Linked DNA regions of Hordeum vulgare: regions 1 and 3 are each linked to region 2. Evidence: chromatin contacts called from public Hi-C and HiChIP or PLAC-seq data. All regions are on one chromosome and are shown on one strand. Each heading gives the region's core, a stretch centred on a gene start, on an enhancer-like site or on the middle of the called end of the contact. The rest is flanking DNA. Distances are from core to core; before and after follow the strand shown.

Region 1 (4,157 bases), core at 126-2,625, 420 kb before region 2:
TTTATACAAACTATTATTCATTTGATCGAACCACGAAAGACCAGTAACTGAGTTAAAGAAAGCAGATAACAGAAAGATAAAGAGAACGAGAGACTAGTTGTTACCTGGCATTGTACATCGATGCCCTTACCCTTGTACTCAACATAGAGGCATCTTGAGAACTGGTCAACGTACCTGAAAAAAAAATACAAATTAGCATCGTCTCTGCTGTCAATCTAGTCATAAGTTGTGAATGGTGGTTCATTAAAACATTTTCGTAACCGATCTGGACATGGTCTGAAGACATACATCAAGCAAATTATCCTAACAGTTTGTTACACATCTAACTCCCAAGACTGGCACCAGAATCTGGCATGAGTATGACACGGGAGCTAACAAGTCACACCGAAAGTGCTTGTTCGATTTCCTAGAAAGCTCCTTCCGGATCCTAACAAACATCTAAAATTGCTAAATCAAGTAGAGGTAGGCAAGAAAGTAGTGCCCTCTGTTCGCAGGGTTGCTTCCGCTAACGAGCACGAACATTTAACAATTGGCATGGCATAGTATGCAGTACGCGCAGAGCAAATTAAGTACTGTAGTAATTTCAATCGAGAAGAAGAAGAAGAAGAAGAAGGTTAGTAGTACTCACGCTTTGGTGGCGGCGTAGACGGAGTAGAGTGGATCGGACGGCACGACAGAGGCAGCACCGGAGCCGATGTTGACGATTGCGCCACGCTTCCTGTCGACCATGCCCGGGAGCACGGCGTGGGTGACCCGCGTTACGCCCTCGACGTTGACCCGGATGAGGCTCCGCATGAGCTCCTCGTCCACCTCGTGGAAGTAGCGGGCGTACGGGTACGAGACCCCGGCGTTGTTGACGAGCACGCCGACGTCGAGGCCCCGGATGGAGTCCTTGAGCGCCTCCACCCCGGCGGCGAGCCCCTCGGAGGCGAAGTCGAGCACGAAGGTGCGGACCTCGGTCTTGGGGTACTTGGCCCTGATCTCCTGGGAGACGGCGGCGAGCTTGTCCGGGTTGCGGCCGACGAGCACGAGGCCGAGGCCGGAGGCGGCGAGGCGGAAGGCGATGGCGCGGCCGATGCCGTCGGTGGCGCCGGTGACGACGGCCCAGGGCCCGTAGCGGCGGCGCAGGTGCTTGCCGGGGCGGAGGAAGGCGGCGTAGACCCAGAGGGCGAGGCGAAGGGCGGCGCGGGCGGCGACGAGGAGGCCGACGGCCGCGAGGGCCAGCGCCCACGCCGGCTGCGCGCGGAGGAACTCGACGTGGGCGCACGTGCCGGCCATCGTGCTTGCTGGGTTTGGGGGTGAGTTGGCTCGATCCGCGGTAGGGAGCGGCGAGTTATAGCGTAGCGGGGCGGGGCGGGGCGGCTGGATCTTTGATGGGGTTGGTGGAGCCGGTGCACCAGTCTCGGCCATAAAAAGGACAGTTGCCCGTCGTGTCACTAGGATCGGACCCAGTTCTTCTTCTTCTTCTTTAGTTGGACTCAGACCCAGTTCTAACAAGTCCCATTTCGGTTTCAACAAAAAAAAAGTCCGATTTCAGTGTACTCTTGATTTTTACTGTTCTAACCCATGAGACAAAAGTAATGCACAAAATGGGTAAGAAACGCCAGTGAGGGTGGCGTTTCTACGAGATCTGTAACGCGAACTAGACTGACGTTTCTACGTGATCTGTAACGCGAACTAGACTGGCGTTTCTATGTACATCAGCAACGCCACGGGTTCTGGTGTTTCTAAAAGGGTCAGATCGTGAAATAGTTTCAGATCGAGTTTATTTTGTGCATTACTTTTGTCTCATGGGTCAGAACAGTGAAAAAAACCTCGTGTCACTAGGATCGGACCCAGTTCTTCTTCTTCTTCTTCTTCTTTAGTTGGACTCAGACCCAGTTCTAACAAGTCCCATTTCGGTTTCAACAAAAAAAGCCCGATTTCAGTGTACTCTTGATTTTTTTTTTGAAATTCAGTTCAGTTTACTTTCTGAAAATTGTTTAAAATCAACCAACTAAATTGTCTCCGTCATAAACCGCATCGAATGTGCGACACGTGTACCGAGTGCCTGCGCGTACACCCCTTCCCTCATTCTTATCCCCACCATGGCACCTACCTTATCCTCTCGTCCCATTCGTCTTCCTTAGATCACCGCCGATTGCATCCTCTCCCGCTGCAGGGAAGCTTCGCCATTGGCCCGAGTGCTGCGATGGAGCTTCAACGAGGTGGTTAGTGCAGCGACGGAGCACCGCCGCGCGACGGTAGCGCTGCAGTGAAACTTCATTGGAGGCTATCGGGGTGATGTGATGGAACTCGTCGCGCCGACTGCATGCTGTAGTGAAACATCTCCGACGGGTGTCGGCTACTGCGATGGAACTCGCCATGCCGGTTGCGTACTGCACTCAAAAAACGCCGGCGGTCGTTGTCTGCTGCGATGGAACTCGCCGTGCCTGCTGCGCGCTGCAGTGAAACATCGCTGGCGGTCTTCGGTTGTTGCGATGGAGCAGCGATGGAGCGCGGCCACGCCGACGACGGTGTTGTTGTGAAGCATCTCCTACGGCGTCGAGCGTTGGGATGCAGTGCCGACCACGTCGGTGTGGATGCTGCAGTGAAGAGTCATCGACGGTGGAGCATAGGTGTGTTGTGGTGAGAGGCTGCACCGACGGAGTGCTGCGGAGGAGGGGACGACCCCGCGAGATTACGTTGACCGCATCTAACGAGTGATAAGCGCCGGATGTGATGGCCCAGGACCCGACTGATTTCTTCGGGAAATCAGTCAGTTGATCCGTTCCCCACAGTATCATCACTGATAATGGCACAAATTTATCACAAGGCGCCATGAAGCAGTTCTTCTAGCAGGAGCATATCCGACTTGATGTGTCCGCAGTAGCGCATCCACAGTCCAATGGACAGGCCGAGCGAGCTAATCAGGAGATTTTGCGCGGGATCAAGCCCCGGCTCATGGTTCCCTTACAGCATACTCTCGGTTGCTAGGTTGAGGAGCTCCCTGCAGTACTTTGGAGCATCAGGACGACAACAAACACATCCACTGGTTACACACCCTTTTTCCTCATTTATGGAGCTGAGGCAGTTTTACCAAGTGGTATACGACATGATTCACCTCGAGTCTCCGCTTATGTTGAAGCAGACAACGATTAGGCATGTCAGGACTCCTTGGGCGCTTTAGAGGAAGAGCGTGATTTGGCAACAGCGCGATCGACTATATATCAACAAGACCTGCGTCGCAATCACAACCGTAGGGTTGAAACTCGGGTCTTTCAGGAGGGCGACTTAGCGACTAATTCAGGATCATACAGTCATGCATAAGTTGTGACCACCATGGGAAGGTCCGTTCATCATCAGCAAAAGTCTTCACAATGGCTCATATTATCTGGTAGACCTTCGTCCAGACAAGCCAACTTCGGAGGAGGAGACAACCCGACCATGGAACATTGCTCATCCCCGGCCTTATTATACTTAGAGCCACTAGCTCCTTATCCATGTACATAGTTCAAAAAATTGTACCTTTTTTTATTTAAATACAATAAAGCCGGCACCCACGAAATTCGGGGTATTTGCCGTTTCAGCCTATGTGATAAGCACGAGCCTTTATTGTTTTTCCTAAGCCGCCCAAGAGGATGAACCGCCGTGAGTAGGTCATCCAAACATGAACGCTATTAATATCAAAGAGGACGAGCCGCCACGCTGCGATCGTTCAAACGTGGATGTTGATAAGCCAAAGAGGACCAATTGCCACGATGCATGGTTCAAACATAGGCACCTATGGTGGTCAGGAGTATCAAGCCGGCTTATTTGGGGCTACTAGTCCCCAGATTGTTTAGCAGTAATAGCATTGTCTTCTGCAATACTATGCTCGGCTTTTTCGTGATCATAGATCATTTGGGGGCTTCCAACTCACTCAGTTTAGCTTTCTCACCCTCTTGGTCTGCAAAAAATTAATGCATTACAATGGTTATACTGGACTGTATGTTTGAGCGACTCCCCTTATTGGCCCCGTGTACTCTTGGCGAGTCAATCCATTGTGGGCCCTGAACTTAGCAAGGTTAAAACATTAAGGTGTCGTGGAGAGCCGGCATATGGAAAATAGACAAACCATGGGTTCATAGAACTCGCTTTACTGAAGCGTGACTTGAGCCTGATCCGCTAGTCTAAAT
Region 2 (4,146 bases), core at 966-3,465:
AAGCTCAGTATTCTGCGATGAGATAACAGATAATTTATCAACAGCAGCATTGTATAGGGACATTAATTCAGATTGTTCATTTGCAAGTATGTCCTTTTCCTGCTTCTCTTCCAATAGAACTATGGTTAAACGGTCAATTTCCTCATGCATTGAGACCAGTTTTGATTCATGTGCAGACAGCCTATGAAGAGCTTCAGAAGACTCATTCCGCATCCGCACCGCATCATCTTTGGCCTGGCCCAGTGAGTTGACTAGCCAAGTGATTTGTGAATCAAGTTCACCAGTTAAGACTGAGTGTGGAAAGTCAACCGAGCCTAGAATATCTTTAACTTTCCTGTGCTCCAAGAAGACCATGTCAGCAATTTTCTTTTGTTCAACCAACCATTCCAATCTGTCAATCATCTCCAAGGAAAGCAGATCCTCTGGAAATGTTGCCTCTGACATAACCTCTCCGATGCGTTGAAGAACCCCATCACTTATTGTAAGTGCGGTGTTTGCGTCATTTAATTGCTCAATGCTTGCCTTAGCAGCTTCCCATGCGTTGTATGTTTCTCTAAGCTCGTCCAAACATTTCTCATGTTCCACTGACTTTTCATCTAGCAACATCTTAAGCTCCTCAATCCTGCCCTCAGATTCTTGCAAGGAATCAGACCTCTGTTGCAATTCCACCATGCACCTCTCCAGCTCACCTGTTTTTTCAGCCAGTGTCTGCTTTAAGGAATCACGATGCTGCACCAACGACTTGCCCTTTGTGACAGCCATGGTGAGCTTCTCTTTAGTAGCTGATAATTTATGCTCCATCTGCTCAATTTCTGCCTTTGTTTTGCCTGCTTCAGCAATTGCTACCTCTCGAGCAGCTTTCGTTTTCTCAAGCTCTTCGGTAAGGATTTTGTTTTCTTCCATGGAAGTTTTCAACTTTTGTATGAAATTTGCTTCGTTTCTCTTGCTACTGACCAATTCCTCTGAAACATTACCGAAAAGAGTGGCGTGATCGCATTGACCCGTGGCCACAAAACCAGGCTTAACCTCTGCCAACACTTGCTCGAGTTGTTCAATGCCCAATAAAGCTTGCCTGTACCGCTCTGTTAGCAACGAAGTCTTCCTTTCAACAGCAGATATCCCGTCTTGATCAGCACCCTCAAAACTGAGGGCATCTTTCCCAACCACGGCATCGAGCGATGCAACCATTCGCCCAATTGTTAGTTCTGAAACTTGCCTCCACGAACCAAGGTATGCATCCACAACCTCTTTTGACACTTGAACCTCAGCAGCCCTGGCACGTAAGCTGTCAACCTCCTCCTCCCTGGAACGCACCATTGAATTCAGTTCAAGCACAAGTCTGGAGCAATCATCCAGCATCAAGTGCAGTGGTGCCCTCTCATCAGGATCATCTGCATGCAACGAACTTGACACTTCCCGCCCCACCAGCTCCTGTAGCATTCTCCGTAGCGTCGCTGCCTCCCGTGCACACACATCTCTCTCTTCCTGAACCAAGCCCAGTTCGCGTCATCTTATAGGCAGAGAATGGAGCTGGCAGGTCGCAATTCACGTGCAAAATAACACGAACTGAACTAGTGTGAAAAGCAAAAGGAAGCAATACCTTGTACTTGCGGCACTCGGCAGCGGCGCTAGACTCGTCCGGGAAGTCGATGACTGCGATGGATTCATCGAGCGAGCGAGCGGTTGCGAGGTCGTCAGGGGCATCCTCGAAGGTCTCGCCGCTGGTGGCATCGTCGGCGGGCATGCTGACGAAGATACCGGCGTCTGGGTCTGCCCCGGGGCTCCGCGCATCCTACACGGTGCAGAGGCAGGAGGTTCCGTAAGCCGTTCCGTTTGTTCGTGTGGACCCGGGTGTCAAAATGGAGGTGGCAGAGCGGTTGGAACTGGCTGCGGTGGTGATGATACCTGCGAGGGGAGCTCGACGAGGACGCCGTCGCTGCTGCCGCCCTCGTCGGAGTGTGCCCGGACGCGCGGCGGGGAGCGTCGGCGGGCGGAGGACGAGGAGGAAGAGGACTTGGGGGAGGAATCGGAGTCGGAGTGGTCGGCCATGGCGGCACCAGATCTGGGCCGGATCGGGCTGGTGGATCCGATCAAACCATCGCCGAGGAGGAGGGAGAAGGAATTGGGGGAGACGATGGCGCGTGGGCCCGATCGGGGGGTGCGCGGAGCAGAGCTGCGAAGGTTGCGGAAGGCCCCGAGCTGACAAGTGGGGTTCACGTGGCAGTGCGAGTAGGGCGGTGATTTGTCACATCCGGTGCCTCTTGGAGTAGGTAGGACCACGACGGCCCACCTGTCGGTCAAGGCTTCCGTGCGACGTTGGGGCACTTTGTTGATTCGTGAACACTCGTTGACCACTGTATGACGTTTCGGTAGGACACAAAACAGATAGCCACAGGGAGTCACCCGAGAGACCAGGCCGCGGTCAGCATAGCCGATAGTTAAGAGAAAAAAAACTCGAGAGGGGAGGGGCAGGTTTCTGTATTTTTATTTTTCTATTTTACGGTTAAAAACTTGTATTGTAGTATTACTCATGGTTCTTCTTAAAGTCCTCCTTGTAAGATCAATGACTTCTGGAGGGCCCCGCCCAACCAGACTATGGTTCACTAAGTGCGTGTTTGGTTTCTCTGCTCGCATCTGCATCGCACTGGGCATGCAAAATCTAACCTGTTTGGTGTCCTGTGGGCGTCCCCAGCCTGGCCCAGCTGATGCAAAAGCAAGCCCCTCAGCCAGGCTGAGAGGAACGCAGGAATCGAGCGTTCCTGCGATGCAGCCTCGCTCTTGCACCTGCGCTTCCACTTAACGCGAAACGGTACACAGAGAGAGACGGCACCGGCGGCCGCATCGCGCAGCGCGGAGGGAAGGAAGGAGGCATGGAGTACGCGGTGGTGGGGGCGGGGGCCGGGGGCTACTACTATTACCCGCCCGCGCAGCCGCAGCCGCAGACGCTCCGCCGCTGCCCGCGCCCGACCGCCCGCTGGGTCAAGCACTAGTACGCCCCCGCCCCCTCCCCGCCCCGCCCCTCTAATGTCCGTCTCTCAGATCGCCGCCGCGCCGGAACGACCGACCGACTGACTGTCGTTGTGTTGCAAGATCTCGCCTCCCCCGGCTCCAAGTGCGCCCTCTTCAAGTGGGTCACCCCCCCGGATCGATGCGACCGTGCCGCTGGACGTCCATGCTCATGCGCTCGCCAGCGCCTGGATGTGTGTGCTTGCAGGCGCTGCGTCGGAGAGGAAGACGCACCTGTGCTGGATCGGCCCGACCACCCGTGGTCGCGGCGGCGCCATGGGACGCTAGTGGTGCAGGAGTTCATCGATTTCTCATACAGACTTCCAAACACCATCTCACATTGTCCTGTCCAACATCATGCAAACAACCAAACATACATCTCTACCCGTTTTTGCATCAGGTTAACCTGGCTAGACTCAGTCGGGATGGTGGATACGATGCAGCGTGAGGCTATGCATTTAACCAAACACGCCCTAAGAGCATCTCTAAGAGCATACCCATATTTTGGGTAGTCAAAACCATTATGGATAGAGAAGAGAAGGTTTGGGTATCCAAAAAAAATTCTGCTTTTCAAGCTTACCCATATTTGGATACCCAAAAACTTGATAGCCCATTCTTTGTGCTTCTAGTTCTATTTGTGCAAATGCAACCGAATCACAAATACAATCAATTCAAACGTGCTAAATTAAAATTCCCAAATTGTCAAACAAATAGTGCATATTACAACACAATGTTCATCAAATCAAACACAAATGTTAAACGAAACCGAATTAGCAATTGAAATACGAACTCAAGTATCTTGTTCTCCATTCTACTTCCACCACTCCTCGATAAGATCTTCTTTTAGTTGTCGATGAGTATCTGCATCTCTAATTTCATGATGAACTTGAAGGAAGTGACTCACGCGGTCAGCACGTCTACGAGGATTCACCACCCGCCCCATAAAGTCGTAGTGGTGATCAAAATCTTGACCACGCTCGTTCTCGATGATCATATTGTGCAATATCACACAAGCCGTCATGATCCTCCCTAGGGTTTTTTGGTCCCAAAACCTAGCCGGTCCACGAACAATAGCAAATTGGGCTTGCAAAATCCCAAATGCCCTCTCCACATCCTTTCTAGCGGCTGCTTGAGCACTAT
Region 3 (3,821 bases), core at 837-3,336, 260 kb before region 2:
CCCACCCCTGGCAAAAAGCTAGGGAACCATCTACCTCTGATAACCTGACGATTGAAGACTTCCCCTCCGAGTCTTCAAGACATACATGACGATTAGTCAAGCCCACCATTTTGGGTGCCTCTGCCACATCTGGTGGTATCAACTGCACAGCAGCGCACACAACGATTAAGCACGAACATGATGGTACATGCAAAGAAGTGAGGAAATATAAAAGAGGGTAAAAAATATCATACTAATATGAAACAGAGCAAATGCACCTCAAATTCAGGATAACATAATGAAAACAGATGAAGAGCAAAATTGATAACATTATGCATACCAGGAATTCCATGAAATGTTTGTTTTGAATAACCTTGGAGAATGCAAATTTCACTTTTTTATCCTCTTTGAGACCACTTTGCACCCTCTGCCCAGTGTTGCCCCGAATTGTCTTCTTCCTGTCATAACTACCCGCCTTCTCATCCTTGTCACTGGTCCGCAGCTTCTTCGCCTTATGGGGCACCATGGTCGTCATCTTCCTCTTGTTTCCCCAGTTGCTGTTGTCCAGCATAGGCATTTTGGCCTCCTTGGAGATAACGAGCGTTGTGTTCTTCTTCTCCTCCCTGCTGTCACCGTTATGCACTGGGCGCAGTTTCGTATCTTTGTTCATTTCCTTCTTTTGCATCCCCTTGTACTTGTCATAAACAGACCTCCACATCTTACTGCTTCTGTTATCATTGTGGTGATCACAGCGATGCATCTTCTTCTCACCGCCCTGGCTGCTCGGCCTTTCCCAGCTCTTCTCCTTTAAAGGGAGATGGTCCTTGTTCTTGTTGAGCGAGAGCAGCTTGTCCCTCCTCTTATCCTTGTCACTGTCACCACTCCGCGTCTTCTCACGACCATGACTGCTCACATGTTTCTTCTTCTTCTTCTTATGGTCACCACTGTGATTGTGTATCCTCTTCTTCTCCTTGTACTTGGCCGCCTTCTCCATCTTGTAATCCTCATCGTGGTCGTCGCTGTCGCTCAGTTCGATGGGCTCTTCTATTCTCTTCCCCTTCCCCAGGCTTCCAGTGGATGCCTTCCTGATCTGAAACCTCTTGTCAAACATCTCCACCTCAACTTCCTCCTCCTCCTCCTTGCTCTGCATTTTGCACGTCTCAACCTCCTCCTCCTCCTTGCTCTGCATTTTGCACGTCTCACCCTCCTCCTCGTCGTCACGGCTCCTCGGCCGGTTCTGGCGTGCCAGGGCATCACGACTCATCCTCCTCCTTCTCCTGCCCAAACAATTCATAGCACAAAAAAGCCCCTTAAACATCTCGAACCTCAAAGAAACAACAAAAGGAGACATTACGATACTAACAGAAATCTCCTGGTGCTTTGCTAAAAAAAGAGGACTAAAGTACTTTGCAAATGCCCCTTGTGCCCGATTGAAAATGTTTGACATTTGACTTAAACAGCTTATAATCCTTCTCTAAACACAGATTTGAAATGAGCGGTGTGCCCCTCCTCATCCGATTGGATGCACCGAGCAGAACGAGGTCTCCCCTCTGTTCGCTGTCTCTCTGCCGGCGGGGAACCCCACGCCCTCGACGCCAAAAAGTAGGGCATTTGCGGGACGGAGCTCCGCGCCACCCCTGGTGCGAGACAGAGACGGAGCAGACGACAAGTAAGGGTGCCTGCTCCTTGAACACATCCAATTAAAAACCCAACACTAGAAGGAAAATCCACAAGAAATCTCTCCAGGAGAAGTAGTACTACTCCTTGTTTTGGCTCCAGGAACTCGAAGATCAAAGAAACCCCGGAGATTGACCTACCCCATGAAATGCCGAAGCGGCGAACAAATGCGCAAACGAACAAATCAAAAACCCTCACCTCCGTCCGAGCCACCTGAGTCCTTGGCCAAATCAAGAAAGCATCAGGCAAGTATCACGCTCTCCTCGCCAGTAAAATGCGCATGTCTGGCGAGCCACAGATGATCGCGCTGGAAAAGTGACGAGCTCGATTTTTCTTTTATTTTTTGGCTGGGTATTAAGAGCTCGACGCCTCGAATTCGCTGCTGCGGCTGCAGACTCCGCTGCTCCACCAGTTTCCCCCGAAGCGCAAAATAGAAGAGCCCCCACAACAGGAGAGATGGGTTTTTATCGGTGGGTGGACGCCGGGCCCGCCTGCCAGTGAGGGGAGGGTCTCTTGGTCTTCGCGCCTGAGGTTTCACGGTTCTTGGGACTGTTCTCACCGACCGCTCAGGCCTGTTTGATTAAGAAGTCGCACGACTTCTTTTAGTCCCAACTAAAAAGTTAAGATAAATATATTGTGAGTGCCTTAATTTATTCGATGCGGTCACCTTGGTTTTTAAAGTTGTAAAATACGTAAAATCGGTGTCGTAACTTGTCTCTCCGTTCAAATACAGTGCATCCTCGCGTATTAAGTCGTATGTAGCGCAAACGTGGCAAGTTAGAGTTTCGTGGCCCACATGTCAGTGGCTGGTGGCGCGTCGTGGTGATTTTCTTTTACGGTTCCTTAATCCCCTGTCTCTTCTATCTGAGTCGCACCGCTTCGTGCCCTCTCCTCTTCTCCCGATCATTGCAAGGCGGCGGCGAAGCTGGTGCGGCACGACAGGGCGACCGGCGGCAGCCGCGGCGATGGATGGCCCGCGTCGTCGACGTCCAGGCGAGGGACCTCCTTCCTACTGTTAGTACCTTCATTTCTCTGGTGTTCCTCCCTTTTCAGGCGTAATAGGGCTAGGGTTTTTTTGGGGGTTATCAAGGAGGGGACCTTTTATTTGAAAGGGGATGATCTTGGATATGTGGCAGTGATAGTTCTCTTATTTGTGCAGTACAATTTGATGGAATGTTCTGAGTTGAGATCCATCACAAAGGGTTTTTCTATGGAAGTGATAGCAACATGACCTACATGGATCATGAAATTGATTGGTTTGATGGTTGTGACACTGATAGTTGGTCAATTCTGTGGATTGACGATTTCCTTCTCCAATTGGGATATAATAGAGCAATCTCCAAGATTGATGTGTACTGGAGCAAACCTAGGAATTCTATGTGTGATGGCCTACAGTTGATTGTGTCTGATGCAGACATTGTCCTTATGATTGCTGCAACAATGGATCACAAAAACTTGCTCCTACTGGTAGATCATGCTGACACCCTAGAGTCAGTAAGCACTGATGATGTGTTGGGAGTGGGGATGCATGAGCTCCCAAGGGTTATTACTCCAGTTAAGTCGGCAAAGGGTAAAGAAAATGTACCCAGCTTTGACAAACCAGAAATTCCAAGACATATGAGATGTAACTACAAGAAAGCAAAAAGATTTATGTCATTTGGTGAAGGCATTAGCTCACATGTTACAAATCAGGAATTTGAGGAAGAAGATGGCAATTGTGACACTGATGATAGTGGTGCTCAAGATGCAAATGAGAGTAGTGAAGAACATGGAGATGATGCCAATGAAGAAGTTGAAACAGATGATGACTTTTATGAGAGTGATTATGAAGTAGCAGAAGGTGATGATGATTTGTTTGATAACAATGTAGACAAAGATGTTGATGATCATAGAGAGAAGGAGATTGTGCAGGACTTTGAAGGTGAACTTCCTGAAGATGCCTTAGATGACAACCATTTGAACCTGTCGAAAGAAGAAGGAGACAAGCTTAGGCACAAATTTAGCACATTCAATCCATCTACTAACCTGAAAGCACCGGCTTTTAAAGTTGGCATGATTTTTGGTGACATGAAAGAGCTCAGGCTTGCTGTGGTTGCATACAGCCATCTCTACCGGCAAGGAGGAAGGGGGGAGAAATGACGCCGGCCTTCTGTCCTCCTCGTCTA

What was found. A called contact is a pair of places that touch in the nucleus more often than the background predicts. HiChIP or PLAC-seq counts read pairs in DNA pulled down with a chosen protein or histone mark.
Region 1: a Hi-C map of seedling shows a contact between it and region 2, with 3 times the contacts expected there. The contact joins the promoter of LOC123406287 here to the promoter of LOC123402361 in region 2. A contact is called at or near these places in 3 of 6 Hi-C or Micro-C datasets (leaf and seedling).
Region 3: a contact with region 2 is called in an H3K4me3 HiChIP or PLAC-seq map of embryo, with 8 times the contacts expected there. The contact joins the promoter of LOC123401882 here to the promoter of LOC123402361 in region 2. A contact is called at or near these places in 2 of 6 Hi-C or Micro-C datasets (leaf and seedling) and 1 of 1 datasets of contacts at active chromatin or transcription factors (embryo).

Annotation. Positions count from the first base shown.
Region 1 is chr6H:334,630,031-334,634,187 of MorexV3_pseudomolecules_assembly, forward strand. It overlaps LOC123406287 (very-long-chain 3-oxoacyl-CoA reductase 1), which reads right to left and starts at 1,376. Exons shown (of 3, transcript XM_045099777.1): 1 at 629-1,376; 2 at 105-174. The coding sequence starts at 1,278.
Region 2 is chr6H:335,045,541-335,049,686 of MorexV3_pseudomolecules_assembly, forward strand. LOC123402361 (restin homolog) reads right to left here and starts at 2,216. Exons shown (of 8, transcript XM_045096282.1): 1 at 1,906-2,216; 2 at 1,601-1,792; 3 at 1-1,485. The coding sequence starts at 2,049.
Region 3 is chr6H:334,784,604-334,788,424 of MorexV3_pseudomolecules_assembly, forward strand. It overlaps LOC123401882 (B3 domain-containing protein Os02g0598200-like), which reads right to left and starts at 2,087. Exons shown (of 7, transcript XM_045095740.1): 1 at 1,855-2,087; 2 at 320-1,256; 3 at 1-142. The coding sequence starts at 1,243.